Linked DNA regions of Sus scrofa: all the other regions are linked to region 1. The links are chromatin contacts, called in public Hi-C and HiChIP or PLAC-seq maps. All regions are on one chromosome and are shown on one strand. Each heading gives the region's core, a stretch centred on a gene start, on an enhancer-like site or on the middle of the called end of the contact. The rest is flanking DNA. Distances are from core to core; before and after follow the strand shown.

The links. Hi-C and Micro-C count contacts between places; a contact is called where the count stands out from the background. HiChIP or PLAC-seq counts read pairs in DNA pulled down with a chosen protein or histone mark.
Region 2: a contact with region 1 is called in a Hi-C map of skeletal muscle, with 5 times the contacts expected there. The contact joins two enhancer-like sites. A contact is called at or near these places in 2 of 47 Hi-C or Micro-C datasets (epiblast stem cells and skeletal muscle) and 1 of 2 datasets of contacts at active chromatin or transcription factors (skeletal muscle).
Region 3: a contact with region 1 is called in an H3K27ac HiChIP or PLAC-seq map of skeletal muscle, with 9 times the contacts expected there. The contact joins the promoter of JARID2 here to the enhancer-like site in region 1. A contact is called at or near these places in 4 of 5 promoter capture datasets (fetal liver, fetal skeletal muscle and liver), 17 of 47 Hi-C or Micro-C datasets (brain, embryonic fibroblasts, epiblast stem cells and 9 more) and 2 of 2 datasets of contacts at active chromatin or transcription factors (alveolar macrophages and skeletal muscle).
Region 4: an H3K27ac HiChIP or PLAC-seq map of skeletal muscle shows a contact between it and region 1, with 14 times the contacts expected there. The contact joins two enhancer-like sites. A contact is called at or near these places in 2 of 47 Hi-C or Micro-C datasets (embryonic fibroblasts and fetal heart ventricle) and 1 of 2 datasets of contacts at active chromatin or transcription factors (skeletal muscle).
Region 5: an H3K27ac HiChIP or PLAC-seq map of skeletal muscle shows a contact between it and region 1, with 6 times the contacts expected there. The contact joins two enhancer-like sites. A contact is called at or near these places in 2 of 47 Hi-C or Micro-C datasets (embryonic fibroblasts and epiblast stem cells) and 1 of 2 datasets of contacts at active chromatin or transcription factors (skeletal muscle).
Region 6: a contact with region 1 is called in an H3K27ac HiChIP or PLAC-seq map of skeletal muscle, with 6 times the contacts expected there. The contact joins two enhancer-like sites. A contact is called at or near these places in 2 of 47 Hi-C or Micro-C datasets (embryonic fibroblasts and skeletal muscle) and 1 of 2 datasets of contacts at active chromatin or transcription factors (skeletal muscle).

Annotation. Positions count from the first base shown.
Region 1 is chr7:10,448,270-10,450,918 of Sscrofa11.1, reverse strand. All of the region lies in intron 1 of LOC106507125 (a long non-coding RNA gene), which reads right to left. Among named protein-coding and RNA genes, the nearest start is that of CD83, 100 kb to the right of the region's middle. Within about 2 kb of position 1,353, at least 2 of the 83 cell types and tissues checked have an H3K27ac peak or open chromatin away from gene starts, as enhancers often do. A contact at or near this core is called in skeletal muscle, where this site is marked.
Region 2 is chr7:11,418,157-11,420,805 of Sscrofa11.1, reverse strand. All of the region lies in intron 2 of JARID2 (protein Jumonji), which reads right to left. Among named protein-coding and RNA genes, the nearest start is that of JARID2, 61 kb to the right of the region's middle. Within about 2 kb of position 1,330, at least 11 of the 83 cell types and tissues checked have an H3K27ac peak or open chromatin away from gene starts, as enhancers often do. A contact at or near this core is called in skeletal muscle, where this site is marked.
Region 3 is chr7:11,356,950-11,359,598 of Sscrofa11.1, reverse strand. It overlaps JARID2 (protein Jumonji), which reads right to left and starts at 1,356. Exons shown (of 19, transcript XM_021100205.1): 1 at 1,222-1,356.
Region 4 is chr7:11,250,380-11,253,028 of Sscrofa11.1, reverse strand. No RefSeq gene overlaps it. Among named protein-coding and RNA genes, the nearest start is that of JARID2, 110 kb to the left of the region's middle. Within about 2 kb of position 1,333, at least 10 of the 83 cell types and tissues checked have an H3K27ac peak or open chromatin away from gene starts, as enhancers often do. A contact at or near this core is called in skeletal muscle, where this site is marked.
Region 5 is chr7:11,095,719-11,098,367 of Sscrofa11.1, reverse strand. The region is part of intron 1 of LOC110261780 (a long non-coding RNA gene); the gene reads left to right. Among named protein-coding and RNA genes, the nearest start is that of JARID2, 260 kb to the left of the region's middle. Within about 2 kb of position 1,332, at least 19 of the 83 cell types and tissues checked have an H3K27ac peak or open chromatin away from gene starts, as enhancers often do. A contact at or near this core is called in skeletal muscle, where this site is marked.
Region 6 is chr7:10,985,810-10,988,458 of Sscrofa11.1, reverse strand. All of the region lies in intron 1 of LOC110261780 (a long non-coding RNA gene), which reads left to right. Among named protein-coding and RNA genes, the nearest start is that of MIR9807, 230 kb to the right of the region's middle. Within about 2 kb of position 1,343, at least 8 of the 83 cell types and tissues checked have an H3K27ac peak or open chromatin away from gene starts, as enhancers often do. A contact at or near this core is called in skeletal muscle, where this site is marked.

The DNA.
Region 1 (2,649 bases), core at 104-2,603:
GCAACGCGGGATCCGAGCCGCGTCTGCAACCTACACCACAGCTCACGGCAACGCCGGATCCTTAACCCACTGAGCAAGGGCAGGGACCAAACCCTCAACCTCATGGTTCCTAGTTGGATTTGTTAACCACTGCGCCACGACGGGAACTCCTGTATCTTTCTATAAATCTCTTAAGCTTTGAATCCCTTATCCCTAAAATAGGATGATTCTTGCCCTGCAACTCCCCAGAGTCAAGACTGGAGGCTTTGGTTTTCTCATCTGTAAATTGAGAGGTTTGAACTAGATTTAAGGTTTGCATTCTTTCTTTAGAAGTGGACTTCCATTTTAAGATAAAATCTAACCTGCAGTTCCTATTGTGGCTCAACAGTAACAAACCCAAATAGTATCCACGAGGATGAGAGTCTAATGCCTGGCCTGGCTCAGTGGGTTAAGGATCTGGCATTGCTATGAGCTGTGGTGTAGTAGGTCGAAGACATGGCTCAGATCTGGCGTTGCTGTGGCTGTGGTATAGGCTGGCAGCTAAAGCTCCAATTCCACCCCTAGCCTGGGAACTTCCATATGCCATAGATGTGGTCCTAAAAAGCAAAAAAAAAAAAAAAAAAAAAAAAAAAGATAAAATCTAACCTAAAACCCCAACAGTGAAGACAGGCTTGCTCTAGTGGCCCCAGGAGAGAAGGCTCAGAGTCCTGCACACTCTCCTTCCCTCATCCTTACAAGGCCTTTGCGGCACTTGTGCAGGATCCCAGGGTTCCACTGAGCACAGTGTGAAACCTGCTGTATTCAATGGTTTATAGTACCTCCTAGTCCTAAAACTCTATAAATCAAGATATTCTAATTTGGGGTGTCTATGATAAGATTTAACCCCTGTTTTCTTCCATCATTAATTAATAGGTTGTGGGAGACAGGCACCAGTCCTACTAAAACCAAGATATGTTTCAGTCCTCTCTCCTTCTTTGTGAAGTTAATCTTTCTGTCACAGAACAAAACTAGATTCTGATGGAAGACAACATTCTGTAAGGAGAAAAATACCAGATTGAGAGTAAGAAGATAAGTGTTCCAACCCAGGCCTTGCCTTTAACTAGCTCCCCAAACTTGATCAAGGCAAGGAAACTTACTAATCCATCCAAATCAATAAAATGAAGAGGTTGGGTGACTCAGTAATCCTAAAATAACACATGCCCATTTCTGGACTCCATGCCCTAATGAGTTTCTCTAAATTAAGTAACTTTCAAATTCCACCTTTCTAAAGGCCAAGTCACTCTATCACATTCTCTTTGTTATATATACTCACCCTATTTGGAGAGGAAGGGGGGGGTGGGGGAGAAGACAAATTAGGTCGTAACTGACACCATCAGGACATCTAGCTAGAAATACCCACTGAATCACTGCTGTGTTTGCACAGGTGGTTGGAGCTCACAGTATGCCCTGACCTCAACTTACCAAGTGGGAGCCATATCTCCATTAATAAGGGTCCTGCTAGGCACAGAACTTCAGTATGGGCATTCTTGGGGGCAAACCAGAAAATCCCAGGGTTTGGGAATGTTTCAAGCAAACAGTCTGGATTCAAGACCCAGGACCAGGGATTGGACCAAAAGGAATGACCCCACAAGAGACAAACAGAATGATGCATTGCCTCTAAGCAATGTCCTGGGAAAAGGCAACAGGCCTTGCCCGGGAAGCCAGGGAACTTGAGGGATGGACACAAAAACAACAGCTCTGGTCATGGCTGTGACTTGGCTATAAGTTAACTTTATGGGTCACTGAGTCTGGAAACAGACTATAAAAAGAAGACAGCATGGACCAAGCAGCTTTGTGTTGGAAATGGCTGTGACCAGTTGCTTCTGGAAGGGAGATGCATTGACTGCCATAAAACTTGATGGGCTCAGCACTGGTCTGTAAAGGCTGGAATCGGAAGTAAACTTTGGACCTGAGTAATTGCTCGGAAGCTGTGCTTAAGCGTGGGAGCCGAGGGGATTTTGTTCCAAGCAGTAAACAATATGGTACCTAACTGATGCATATGATCTGCCTTCTCTGTGACCTCTACTCCCAAAGTCCTGTCTGCAGGCAGCTCCTTTAGGTTAATCTCACAGTCCACACAAATTGGTACCATTTGACTTTTACTACAATGGCTTTATTAAAACAAACAAAAAACCTCCTTGTTGTTCCCGAAACATTTAAGGTAAAACAAAATGAAAACATCAACCTTGGAGACTTGCTATCCTTAACTATCTCTTCTGGAGGAAACAAAAATGCGTTACATTTTATGTTACCTTTTCTCCAACCATTCAACTCTAGCCTCCTCCAGCTACTCAACAATTATTTATACAAAGCACAGACTTTCATGTCACCTGGTGCCAGAAAGCAGACCATCCACAGTTGGAAGCAATGAATAAAACAAGATTCTGCCAGAAATATTTCAAAAAATACATGTCTTGGAGTTTCCATTGTGGCTCAGTGGTATAAACCTGACTAGTATCCATGAGGACGTGGGTTTGATCCCTGGCCTCACTCAGTGGTTTAAGGATCCAGCATTTGCTGTGGGTTGCAGTGTAGGCAACAGATTCGGCTCGGATCTGGTGTTGCTGTGGTTGTGGCCTAGGCCAGTGGCTACAGATCTGATTCAACCCCTAGCCTGGAAACTTCCATATG
Region 2 (2,649 bases), core at 81-2,580, 970 kb before region 1:
CATGCCGTGGGTGTGGCCCTAAAAAGAAAAAAAGGGGAAAAAAAGAAATAACAAAGGACAAGACTATCTGAGAAGATAAGAGAAAGACAGAAAAACAGAAAGCCATGAAAAAGCACAGAAAGACAAAAAGAATAAAAGACTATTCAGCCACAAAAGGAAAGAACAAACAATTGGTACACACATGTGAACTGCAAAAGCATTACAGTGACAGCACCAAGACACACGTCTGCCTCTGTGTCTGCAAACCTTCAGGACGGTGCTAGGAATCAGGGCAGTGCCTGCGGACTATAGAAGGGGAGGCGGAGGGCAGGGTACTGGCTGCAAGCGGGTGGGCGCTTTCTGAGGTGTTGACAGGGCTGCACATAATACCCAGGTGCAGGCAGTTGCCCAATGTTATAAAAACGTACGCCCAAAATGGGTGCATTGGTACACAACTTCAGTAAACTTGACTTAAAAAAAAAAAAAAATCTGGACTGATTTACAGTTGTTAAAAAAAAAAAAAGAAGGGGAGGGGCGATTGTGTCAACTCACCCAGTTAAAGTGATTTTTCTGGAGAGTAGCCACCCAAATTAAATACAAGTCAATGCCAAAAGCCACACCTTTGGTGACAGAATTCAGGGACCTGGACCAGATGTGGGGAAATTCCCCCAAGTTTCGCACTGTCCAAGGTGACTTATTAAAGAAATATTCAGAGCACGAACTCCCTTTTAGGCCTTGGGATATTTTTTAAAAAGTAGATTTATATCTTTTCTTAAAAAAAAAAAGAAAAGAAAAGAAAGAGGAAAGTAAGAAGGCGCTTTTTTGCAAGCTGAATCAGAGTACCACTTATGGTTTGTGTTATGGGACCTACTTCTGTGTTGGGCAGAAAAGCAAATCCAGTATTGACCAGTACAAAGAAGAGGCTTGCTTAAGTTTTCATCCCTTTTCAAACCGAGATTTCAAACCAAGGGAGGCTCCCCACAGCCAGGACTCACTCAGGGTGGCAGGAAGCAGGCAATCCACACTGGGCGTGTGCAGGGGCTGGATTGGGGGGTGGGGTCAGATGAATCCCCTGCCCCAGTCTACAGGCTTCTCGTTACAGAGGACAGCCCGCTGCAGTTCTAAAAACTGCTGTGGCAAATCTCAAAACCCCAGTGCTGGCACTCACGAGGTCAAGAACTCCACGAGGGTCTCAAAAGTGGACTATGGGGGAGAGGCCCCGTAGAGACACAGAGAATCAAGACCTCATTCCCAGACCTGGAATCAGCAGCCCACAAACCAAAGTCAGCTCAGCTCCTGGCACAAAATGATTTACAAGTCATTCTGGCAGGGGTCACGGCCAAGAACTATTTTAAGACAATCATCTTGGTCTAAATCTGGTCAAAGGGTACCGGGTATTTGAGGTTAAAACCCATCTCCTTGGAAAGAGCTGTCAGAAGACTTGGGCCCGTTTCCTTTGGGCACCTGCAGAAGCCAGGGCAGCCCCAGCCCTCCAGCACGACCTGGCACCAACAGCCCCATCATTTGGCCTTTTGCCATCCTGAGGATCCCTTCACCAGAATTCAGGGCCACCTTTGTTCGAGGCACCTTGTATTTTGCTATGTAAATCTCCGTTTCAGTTTTGGCTGGGGTGACATGGGCGGGGAGTGACTTATTAATGCAATCTACAAATAAGTTCAGCAGACGGTATTTGCCACTGTGACTAGTCATTTGTAAAGAATACTGATTTTCTGACTTTTATTCTGCAACGTGGCTACAGCAGGAAGCATCATTTTTACACTGTTCTGCAGAGTTATGATAAAAACTCATATTCGTGTATTTTTACATACATCACATGCTTGTTTTGCTCTCATCAGTAGTAGGGGCAGAGGCATTTAAGCAGCACGTCTAGAAATTAAATGAGCTATCTGATATTCACCTATTTCACCAGAGACGTCCAGCCCAAGCCCTGCCAGTCAGTCAGTCCTGGGAAAACCTCCCTTGCCTCCATCTCTTTAGGATGTGGGTAGTTTTGGAAGAAGATTCTAGGTACCATTTTTAAAAATTACACTCCAATGCTCATTACTCAGAGAAAACACAATACGCCTTATCTCCTGAGCCTCCCTCTCTCTTCCCAAACCCCTGCACACGATTATCACCTGGAGACCTTACATTTACTCGACAACACACCGCTCTCCACCCCCATCTGCATGGTGTCTGCACTGTGACATCCAGAAAGTCTTAGCTGTCCTTTGAAAGTGTGCCCACGGCACCCTGGACACTTTGCCTCCCAAAGCACCTGTCTCCTCCCTCTGTCACATCACAACTACTCTTCACCACTGAGTGCCTGGCACTCAGCACGTGCTGGCATATGGCAGGAGATCAGCAGGTATTTCTCGGATAAACAAACAAAAATTAAACTTATTTTGATCATTCAGATAAAACACTGTTGGTTTTGGTGTGTGTATATGTGTGCGTGTGTCCTTTTATTACTTTTCCTGAACAAATACACGATCTAAATTACACCACCAACAAAGGATTCAACTGCACATACTATTTTCTCACTTGCTGTTTTCACTTACTACATTATGTCATTAAATATTCTTGCTACCATATCATTTTAATGATTGCAGGGAACAGATGTTCACTAATTTAGCCAACCCCCATCGGTTACAATTTTTCACTGTGATA
Region 3 (2,649 bases), core at 107-2,606, 910 kb before region 1:
GGACCCCTGCAGCTGGGTCGACCAGACATCCAAGAGGCCTCGACGAACCTTGCCCAGGCTACCCCTCAAGAATCGCTCCCACGCCAAGCCTAGGAGTGGAATTGAGAGAGGCTCCCTAGCTCAATGCATGGCACGCTCGGTCGCTCCACCTCACCCCCTTTCCCCAGCTTGCCGCTCACCCCACAGCCGCCGCACGCTAACCCCCGCCATTGCCCTCTTGTCTACCTGCAGCCGGGCTGCTGGGTGCCAGTGCCCCAGAACGCCCGGCCCCGGGGAGAGCCGCCTATTCCCGGGGCACCTTAGAATGGTCCCCTCGATCTTCTGGAAGTTGTAGTCTCCCGACTACAAAATGGCTATGGCCACGGGAGCTGAGAACTACAATTCCCAGCCTGCCCCGCAAGCCTGTCACTCAAACCCCCCTCCCTCCTCCCCGCCCCCTCCCCCTCCCCATCGCAGGCTCTGCCAACAAACGCTTGGACGTGTCCCGCGTGTGACACTGCGAGAGGCTGGCTCGGGATTGGCCCGCGGAGCGTGTGGTCCGCGAGCGAGGAACTCCCCACGCCGGCCCGCCCCCGCCCCCAGGTTCCCGGCCACGGCCCCCCTCCCCCCGCGGCGGCCGCCCCCCTCCCCGCACGCCCCGCCCCCACCCACGGCGCGAACCGCCTGTGGAATCGAGGAATCGCGCGCGCGCGCGCGCGCCGGCCCGCGCCGAGCGGCGGGGGAGGGACGCGCGGCGTCTCCGGGGAAGGCCTCGGAGCGGGGCGGCGCGGGGGGCGGTGGCAGCGAGGGGTTGGAGCCCGTCCTAAGGAAAACTGGGCCACGCACCAAGAGGAATCCTCGGTGCGAACTAGTTGATCGGCGGCGCCTGCTGCCTCGGCGGCGCAGCCGGTGTCACCTCAGGACACCGCCTCGCGTTTTCGCACGGAGCGTGCCGCGGTCGGGCTCGGGGGACCCTGAGGTCACCTCTGCACGCGCCCCGCGGCCGCACGCGCCCCCACGCTCGGAAAGGCCACCTCCCGGCGCGCGAGGTCGACGTCGGGGGTGCGGGCAGGGGGGCCAAAAGGGAAGCCCCTCGTCGCCGGCTCCTACGAAAGACCCCCCGACTTTGAGGAGATCGCGCTGGGTCCCGGCTGGTCCCGGCGTCTTTTGCGCCTGTGAGCGAGAGGAAAACGAGGGGGAGACCGGTGGCGTACGGACCCCGAGCCCCACAGACGTGCTCACCGCGAGGAAGCATCGGGAGTATCAACCGCGGCAGCCGGGCGAGAGCCTGCCTTCTACCTGCCTCTGGCTTGTGGTGCCGACCTCATCGTTGCTGGAAACGAAGCCGGAGGCCCTCGTGTCTCTCTTATGGCCTTTGCTTTCTGAACAACTTTGCCAAGTCGCTCTTAGCCATTCTGCGTTGTCAATTTCCTCGTTTTCACCGTGGTTTTCCAGAAGTAGTGTTTAAAATGAGCCTCTCCCAGGCAGTCCTTTAAAGAAATGAAAAGTGGGATGACTGCGCCCTCACATTCATTCCCCGTAACATTCAGTTCTCATTCCTTGGATTCGCCTTACCTCTAAAGTATCACAGTTGTGAGGTTTTGTCTACAGCAATGTTCGAAAAGAGAACCCAGTGTCTAAGAAGGTCTCAGAAACTGGAGGTGAGAGACCGGGTTTCAGATCACCCCTGCCCCTTCCCGAAAGCTAGATGGCCTCTCTGAGCTGGTCAGTTTCCTCATCTGCAAATTAGCGATCAATAAGCATTGTGGGGTGGATTATATAATAATTACGTTAACCCAGCTAAGAACCATTTTACTGAAAGTTTTCGGTAAATGAAATAAAATGCTGCTTTAAAATTGTTTCATTATTACTTTACCTTTTAAAAAATCTGCTTTCTAAATTGAAACAATTTGTCATAGGTTCATTTCACATTCAGAAAAATAAATGACCTTCTGTGCCTTCCTTTGGCAAAACTTGGCCGATGCTGTTTGCTGAGGAGGGGACCAATAGAACAGACTCCACTTTTCCTTATTGGCCACCCAAGTGACTTTATGGTTAGGTTACAAGGAGGTGGTTTCAAAAGACTTTCTGATCATTATGACCCATATATTGGCAGTCTCCACTTCTCCACACTCTTAGGGTTTTAACCAGCTTTCAGGAGGTTTAATGTCGGATCTGTCCTTCCCCAGGCAAAATATTAAAGAACAAAGGTGGGTTTCTTCTAGGTTCCCTCAGCCACTCCCTAAGGCTGGACTGCTCCGGTCCTGGGCCTGTCAACTCCCCTGCTGGGCTACCAACTCCAGGTCACCACATTTGAAAAACCATCCCAGTTTCAGCTTGAAAGGGAAAGGAAGGAATTGCTCCTTCCCAAAAGATTTGGATAACATTAGTGTTGTGTTCCCTGAAAAGGGAAATAGATTGGCTCTTTTAGCAGTTGAAAGCCTTTCCTGTTGTGGAAGTAGCTGTCTCCTGATGAGCTTCCTTTCCCTGCCATCTTGGCAAGACCGTGTATTACCTTTCCTGTCTTTTTCCTCCTCTTTTTCATTTTCTATTAATCTGATTCACTCTCTGTGCTGATGATTTTAACACCTCCCAGCTCTTATCTTGACCTCTTCAGGTCTCAGGGTGGGGGAACACATTTCTAGGTACAGGGCTTCCGCAGGACTTATA
Region 4 (2,649 bases), core at 84-2,583, 800 kb before region 1:
ATGTTTCCCCCTATTTCTTCTGCTGAGGTCTAAGGGACTAAAAATCAGGATGGAGGCAGAGTATGGAGCAATAATCAAGTACCATCTACCTTTCGTTTCTCTTCTTTGCTCACAAATAAAGACCAAGCTATGTTTTCTGGGCCAAGGAGGCCGGATTCCTAGTCAGCCTCAGGAAATGGCATATTTCACATAAAAATGTACCCATTCCCCATTTTCTTTTAATGACAAAGTGAGGATTTCATGGCTTTCTTGTATTTTTTTTTTTTAACACCACAGATTAGATTGGCCATACATGTAGATTTCTTATTACTTGCTAAGCTACATATCTCAATACATCTAATGTCATAATTAAATGTCATCAGGCTAATGTGTATGAGTGTTTTGAGCTTTATCGCTAATTGCTGTGTTAGCATGAATTAGACAGGGAAGTAATTAGAAGCCCCCATGTATCTGAGTCACGTGGTGCGGTTTCTGGGCCAGGCTATGCATGTGTGTGTGTGTGGCCGGGTGGATTCTAGAGAATCGGTTCTTCCCGCTTCCCCCTCATTCAGGATCGCCTCAAAGCACTCGCTAAGCTCTCCTGTCTGGGCAGAAGCCTCTGAAACAGCACCCAGAATGGAGGCCATTGTCTGCAAGTGGGGTTCCATGTTTCTTGAAATAAGCAATTTTCTGTCATCAGTCACCAGGGGAAGCTTCACTCTGAGCAGCAGAATTAAGGGAAGACAGGTTTCAGGGCTCAGAAAGCACGTTCCTCTTCAGGACAGATAAGCGGGGACTGGGGCGGGCACGTATGTGTGGTGAAAGGGTCAGGGTTTGTGCGAAGGAGGAAAGAGGAAGACACTTGTTTGCAGCTTGAGATCTCGTCTCATCTTCCGACATTCATCAAGTCCCGAAGGGCCGGTCCTGCGATCATGTGATGATGGAATGTCTACCTCCTCCCCTCTGCCCCCATTCTTCTTGGTTTTGCACTAAACTGGAGTCAGAGGCGAGGCCTAGGACAATCCTGCTCTGGCTTCCAGCTGCCCTGGCTCTCTGGGGGGAAGCAAGGCCAGGCCTTCGTCACCCAGGCCCTGGGTCCAGGAGAGCCCCCCACCCCGCCTCCTCCAGCCCCAGCTCCTCCTGCAGCGCCTCTCAGCCCAGTGGCCCTCTTTTCTTGGAAGGGTGTGACTGCTTCCCCTGTGAATTTAATTCTCAGGGAGCTGAGGGAGACAACGTAACAGCCTCAGGGAAAAGCCTATCCTTAGATAACCTTTATCTGCCAGAGAGGCCCCTGCCACCTGCTTGATTCTTAGGCAATTTTAATTCCCGGCTGCCCAGTGATAGGGAATGGGGGGGGGGAAGGGGTGTCCTTCACTCAGCTGGGCTCCCCATAGGCTGTTCCCACAGCCCCGAGGTACACTGTGCACTTGGCCTGCTCCTGTTTTGTTCATCCAGATGTTTTTTAATGTGACGGATTTATGCGTCTGCCCCGCTCATGTCGGAGCAGCGTTTCATTGTGGTTTCAGCTCTTGTCCTGCAAGGACTGGCAGAGCCCACGGAGCTGTTCCCCTCCCGGGGTGGGAACAGGAGAATGAGAAAGACTCTGCCGCTGCCTGACAGCTTTGACAAGCCTTGTCAAATTCCCATTCCCAGAGGTGCCTCCTGCCCATTAGGAGGCTGATTGCTTACAGGGGAGCCTCCTGAATTCCACCGGAGACAAGATCAAGGCCTGATGCCCCGCCAGAACGCCGGGCCTCCCTGGGTCTGACCAACACATTGTGACAGAATGGCTTGTCAACAAATAGGCCTGGGCGAGGAAGATAAAGACTTGTCATTTAGAAATAAATGCCATGATTTCTCTTCACAATTTGTAAGCTCTTTTTCAGCTCGTCCCCCGCCACCGCCTCCTCTCTCGGCCCCATTTTTGCTCATACACGTCTCCTGCGGGATGCTGGTGCCCCGGTGCTCACTCCTGCTGGGGGCTTCTGGCTTCTTCCTCAATAGCTCCTTCCCCGCTTCAAAAAAAGTCTCAAGGCAGCACGAAAGCAGGTCAGAGGCCAATCCAAAAACCTGTCGCGTCTATCTCTAAAATGGGCAGGAGGTATCTTTAATTCCTCCCTCTGAGGAGAGAGAAATCAGAATAGTAGCCACTGGCCAGAGAGGGAGATTGATAAGCACACAAGGGGACTTTTGGGGATATCGGTGTTGGTATACCTATTTGTCAGAACTTTTTTTTTTCACGGCTGCACCCACAGCTTATGGAAGTGTCCGGCTCAGGGATGGAATCTGAGCTGCAGCTGTGACCTACACCACAGTTGTGGCAACGCCAGATCCTTTAAGCCCACTGCACTGGGCCAGGGGTCGAACCTGAGTCTCTGCAGTGACCCAAGCTGCTGCATTTGGATTCTTAACCCATTGTGCCACGGCGGGAACTCCTGTCAGAACTCACCGTACCCTTAAAACCTGTGCACTTTGCTGTCAGTAAATAATACTGGCATTTAAAAAAGGCAGAAGGTAAAAAGAAGAAAAATATTTTAGTAGTTCTACCACCCAAACAAAATCACTATTGACATTTGGCATAGTTCCTTCCAGTATTTTTTATGTGTGCTTATTATATATTATGTATATACAGCATGCAGAAGTTCCCCGGGCCAGGCATCAACCTGTACC
Region 5 (2,649 bases), core at 83-2,582, 650 kb before region 1:
CTATCACCAAAGGCCATCAGAGTCCACTGGAAGTGGGCTTCCTTTTTTTCTTCTTTCGTTCTCCTTTTGTGTGTGTGTGTGTGTTTTATGTTTATTTATTTTATGTTTTAAATTGCAGTGTAGTTGAGGTAAAATACTGTATAAGGTTCAGCTGGACAGGATGGTGATCCACAATTTTTAAAGGTTATATTGTACTTTTAGTTATTATAAAACATTGTCTGTATTCCCTGTATTGTACAATATATCCTTATAGCTTATTTATTTTACACACAATAATTTATACCACTTAATCTACCCCTCTCTTCCCCCTCCCCAGTGGTTGTCACCAGCTTGTTCTCTATGTCTGTGGGTCTGTTTCTTTTTTTTTTTTTCTTCTTTTTTTCAATATTTACTAGCTTGTTTTTAGGTCTGAAATTCCACATATAAGTAATATACCGTATTTGTCTTTCTGTCTAATATTTCACTTAGCATAATACCCTCCAAGCCCATCCATGTTGTGCAAATGGCAACATTTCTTTCTTGTTTATGGCTAGGTAATATTCCATTTTGTATTTATACCACATCCCACATCTTCTGTACTCATCTGTTGCTGGATACTTGGGTGGTTTCTATATCTTGGTAATGGTAAATAACGCTGCTGTAAATCCTGGCGTGCAGCTATCTTTTCAGATTAGTGTTTTTGCTTCCTTTTTTCCTTCCTTCAAAGGATGTGGGGGGAGAAAACCAGTGAGTGGGGCACCCAGGGGGAGTAGGGCCCAGGAAGGGGCTCCAGGCTGTGTGAGGCTTCTTTGACTATGGAGATAACATAGCACGATAGTTGCCTGTGAGACGGACAACTGAAGGAGCCCCCAGGACGCACCAGAGACGAGCCAAGAATGGGGTGTCGTTTTACGAGTCTCGGGCAGAGGCTTAATGTTCCTGATCTGTGTTCCACTCACAAGGGCTGCAGGCCCCAACCTCTTCCAGGGGAACGATGCCCTGGGAGCGGTTTCGAGCCCTTCCCCCTCCCTTCCCCGCCACCCCCGCCCCTGTTTGTGTGTGAGTAATTAGAAGGCCGGGCTGCCCGCTTCCAAGGGAGGCGGTCCCTCCTCCCGCTGCCTTTGTGGTGGCTCTAAGTGGACACGCTATTCTTCTGCGCTTCCTGCCGTGGAAGTCCCGACCAGGGTCACTTGCAGGGCTGTTAAACAGCTGCCGCGCCTCACCCTGGCAGCAGACAAGGCCATTCCGGGGCCATCCATCAGCTGCGCCAGACAAGGCTTTTGGGACCTGCCTGGATGAAAGATGGGACGTGAGCGTGGGCGTGGCCCCAGTTTGCCCAGCCTCCAGACGTAATTTGTCCCGGTGCGGGAGTGACAGAACCTGTGCTGTCCTTTGGGTGGTGGCCAGGGCTGCTTTGCTCTGCCTCATTCAGTCGTTCAGTGTTAATTGACTGCCTGCTTAAGACAGGGCAAGACACTGCAGTACCAGCTTTTTCGCCTTTTCATGTCAGTAGCCAACATTTGTGTTGGTAGATGTCAGAAAGACTGCTTGCGGGAAACATGTTGTTGGGGTGTGTGTGTGTGTGTGTGTGTGTGTGTGTTACTCTACCCTTTAGGGGTAGCTAACCTCCAGCTCAAGGCTTTGGCTTTTTCAGTAGATACCATCTATTCCTAGTTTTATCAATGGAGAATCTCAGATTTTCGTTGGTCACTCTCTTCTTGAGATACTACCATTGAAAATTCAAACCTTCTGTGTCCTGGGCCTTTTAGCCATCACACCCTTGGTGGGTATGAGGAAACCATGTGATTCAGGACTGACAGCTCCCCGCCCCGCACCTCTAGTGTCCGCTGCATTTCTGCTCTCTACTGTTAAGAGGAGAGGAAGTGACAGGCAGAGATGAGTTATGGGCGAAATAATATTCTCCTTCCTAAATCTCTGTCTGCCCTGAGAGCTGGTCCCAGCATCTGTGACCCCTGGCCCTAGGACAACCTGTGAGGTTAACCCTTAAAGAGGGGGCGCCGGCACAGAGGGCAGCATTGGCAGGGGGGAGACTGGGGGTGGTGAATAAATAATGTCTCCTACATAAGTTTTTCACGTATCTGTCAAGGCTGCTGTGATATACGTATTTATAGAGTTACATAAGCTACACTAGCCTTTTGTCATCCTGTTTTCTCCATCAAAGGAAATTATGATGCAATTACTCGCACGTAGTAGTTGAGGATGTTATTTGACCTAAAGGGGATTTTCCTGGTTGAAAAGTTCAGTCATCTTTAGGAAATAAAATATGAATGTGCATTTTGTTAAAAAAGTTTTTTTTAAATTAAAAAAAAAAAAATCCTGGGAGAAAATAGAAACCACAGAAGCTGGCGGTGCTGTAAAAGCGGCCTAATCTGCCTTTGAGGTTCAGATCATTTGCCTTTCAACCGTGTGCCCAAGCCCTGAGCTCTGCACAGGCCAACATTATCAGCCCGGCAGCTTTCCGAGGATCTCTCTGAGCCAGGGTTAGAGGGAGGCAGGACTCTGAAGGAGGAAGGACAGCAGGGGGAAGTGAATCTCGCAGCAGCTACTGGAGCGTGGAAAGCCCCTCGATCCCTCAGCACACCTTCGCTGTTTGCCTTCTGGCCCAGTTGTTCCGGTTTGGTTGTCGGTTAAATATTTTCCTTGCTTTCC
Region 6 (2,649 bases), core at 94-2,593, 540 kb before region 1:
TGAGCAGTTAGAACATGAAGAGCTCTTGGTGTGGCCTTCCCTCCGTGCACCAGGTAGCTGATCTCTGGGTGAATCCCACCCTGGCAGAGCTGGTCATCCCTCCCCTGTGCCCCACCTGTACGTGTGGAGCACCTGTTACTTACCCTGCGTTCCATCTGCAGACATTTAATACTTGCCTACTTGGTGTAGGGCTTGTCATACGGCATTTTTTTTTTTTTTTTTTTACTCAATTATTTCCTATGAGCTCTTTGGACAGTGGGGACCAGCTCTTTCATCTCAGCATCCTTGGCACCTTCCTGGTGCTGGGCACATAGCTTGCTCCATCAGTCTTTTTTGAATGAGGGTATGTGGCTGGGATACCCAGTATCTAGACCCAAGGGTCAGAATGTCATTGTGTTAAAATGGATCAAGGGATTGACTGGTCATGCAGTGAAGGGCTTCCAGCAAGAGATGTTAGGTAACAGTGCTTATTTATAGCGGAATAGCCCAGAGAAACAGCTCATTTGTCTTCTCTGCTCCTCCTAATTCAGCTTTTTTTCTTCTTCTTATAGTTCTTTTTTGAATGGAATAATGTCACCCACTCATTGGTTTTATATAGCTCCTATTGAAGTAGAGCTCTGCAGAAATTGTGCCTATTAATTAAAAACACAGAATGTGGGCAGTTTTTGAACTGCTAATTAAAACTCTCACCAATCAGGTTGCATTAGCAGTTTTCAACCATTTTTCTTTTCCCGAATCTAGAACTTTACTTACCAGAGAAAATGACTTTTAAAAAGACACTTGCCAAGAATGATAGCATCTTGTTTCAAAAAACTGTTTCCTGTGCCTCCAGTGAGATCCTAAGGTCGGACGTCTTCCCAGAGCTCTGAAAGCTGATAGGGGCTGGAGAGGATGCAAGCGGCCTTCCAGGCCCACTCCCTGCTGCTCTCCAATGACGGCTCCAGCTGCAGGTCTGTAGATAGCACAGCTGCTAGGGAAGGGCCTGAAACTGCTTTCCTCCTCTGGCTGGTCAGGAAGAAAATATCTTATCAGTTTCTAGGAGCGCCTGGGGCAGTGGTGGCCTCTGAGTTTCAGCTCCTCTGCTGCTGATCACCATGACTGCCTGCCGTGAACTGAATTAATTCCAGGAGGGCGGAAGGCAGATGCATCCTAAGGCTCGAGACCTGCTCCCTGTTCTGCCTCCTTTCAGGGGCTGGAATTCTTTGCTGTGCCCACCGACGCTGGGGCAGCGGCCTAAGATGTGGCTCTCTGGGCATGGTGCCAGGGAGCTCACACAGGACTCCCTGTTCAGCCCCAGACTGCATCCTGTGCTGGCGCTTGGGGTGGGGCTGCCCAGCAGGGCTGTCCTCGTGCCTGGAGTCCGAGCTTATGCGGGCTTCCTCGAGGTGGGCATGGGTGTGGGGCGTGGGGCTCCTCCAACAAGTGGCCCCATTGTATCCTGAGCGGGGGGCTGCAGGGAGCAGCCAGTGATGGCTGCTGTGCGATGGGGCCCCCGGGCGTGTCTGCGGGGCTTGATTCCACTGAACTGGGAGAGAAGCCATGTGGTGAGCATGTGCAGGGGGCCACGTTTGGGTCTGAGGGCTGGCAATGTGCTTTGAGTTTGGGCTTCCTTTCTTTTTCAGAAGGTAGTTGATTCATGCAAAATGCTTAGCCCCCTTTGATGTGCAGTGTCTTTTTGGAGGTTCCAAAAAAGCAGTTCAAAGGTTTACTTTGGGCACCACACCTCCAGCACATGTCAAAGTCAAGGCCTGGCTCCCCAGGCAGCACACGGGAGAAAACATTTTCTGCGGCTTCTTCCTCTATTTTGTCTTATGCTGAGCCCAGATCTCCAGACTTCACACTGTCCTAGTGGCAAAGAGTGGACGTTGAGCAAAAGAGAGTAAATGGCTCTGAGCTTTTCGAGGGTCCAGAGAAGCAAGGACGCGCTGCGAATCCCTGTCCTGCTGAAATGGGGCAGCTAGAGTGAGGTTGACGTTTGTCTGCAGGGACAGGCGGTCCTCCTGCCTCGGAGCTCAGGGTTCTCCCAGGGACCTGGTCCCAGGCGGAGAAAGAGCCATCTGGCTGCCCCACGGGGGGCGGATGGTGGTTCTGCCTGGGTTCGTTTTGGGTTGCTTGCCACAGCGCTGTCTTCCCCGCTTTCCTCTCCTCCGGGGGGTGTGGGTGGGGCAGGATTGGAGGCACATGAAAGGGAAGGGCCTGTGTATCCGCCTGGAGAACACTGATCAGGCTTCAGTGCACTGAGCGTGTCCTTGCCCTCATGTCCCCAGGGCGTGGGCACGATGGGGAAGGTGCCCCCAGTTGTGCTCGCAAGCTGGACGTTGGCGGGGTGGATGGTGTAGGATTTCTGCCTGCTGCTTGAGAGAAAGCAAAGTAGACCCACACCTGATGAGGGATGTGGCCATGACCTTGAACTCAGCGGTCTGGGGAGGGATTTTCTTCCTTCTCTTACGCTCTTATCATCAGGAACTCCACTCGATGAGTCACTTCTTTAGGGTGTCGGCCGTTTACCCACCAGCTAGTGGTAGATGTTTCTGCTGTGATCTCCCTGCTGTGCGCTGCTGTCCCGATCCTTTACTCTGTTAGAAAAAGGAGTTTAAAACGTACAAATCACATGACACCACAGGCGAAGGGTACACCAGGAGAGCGGAA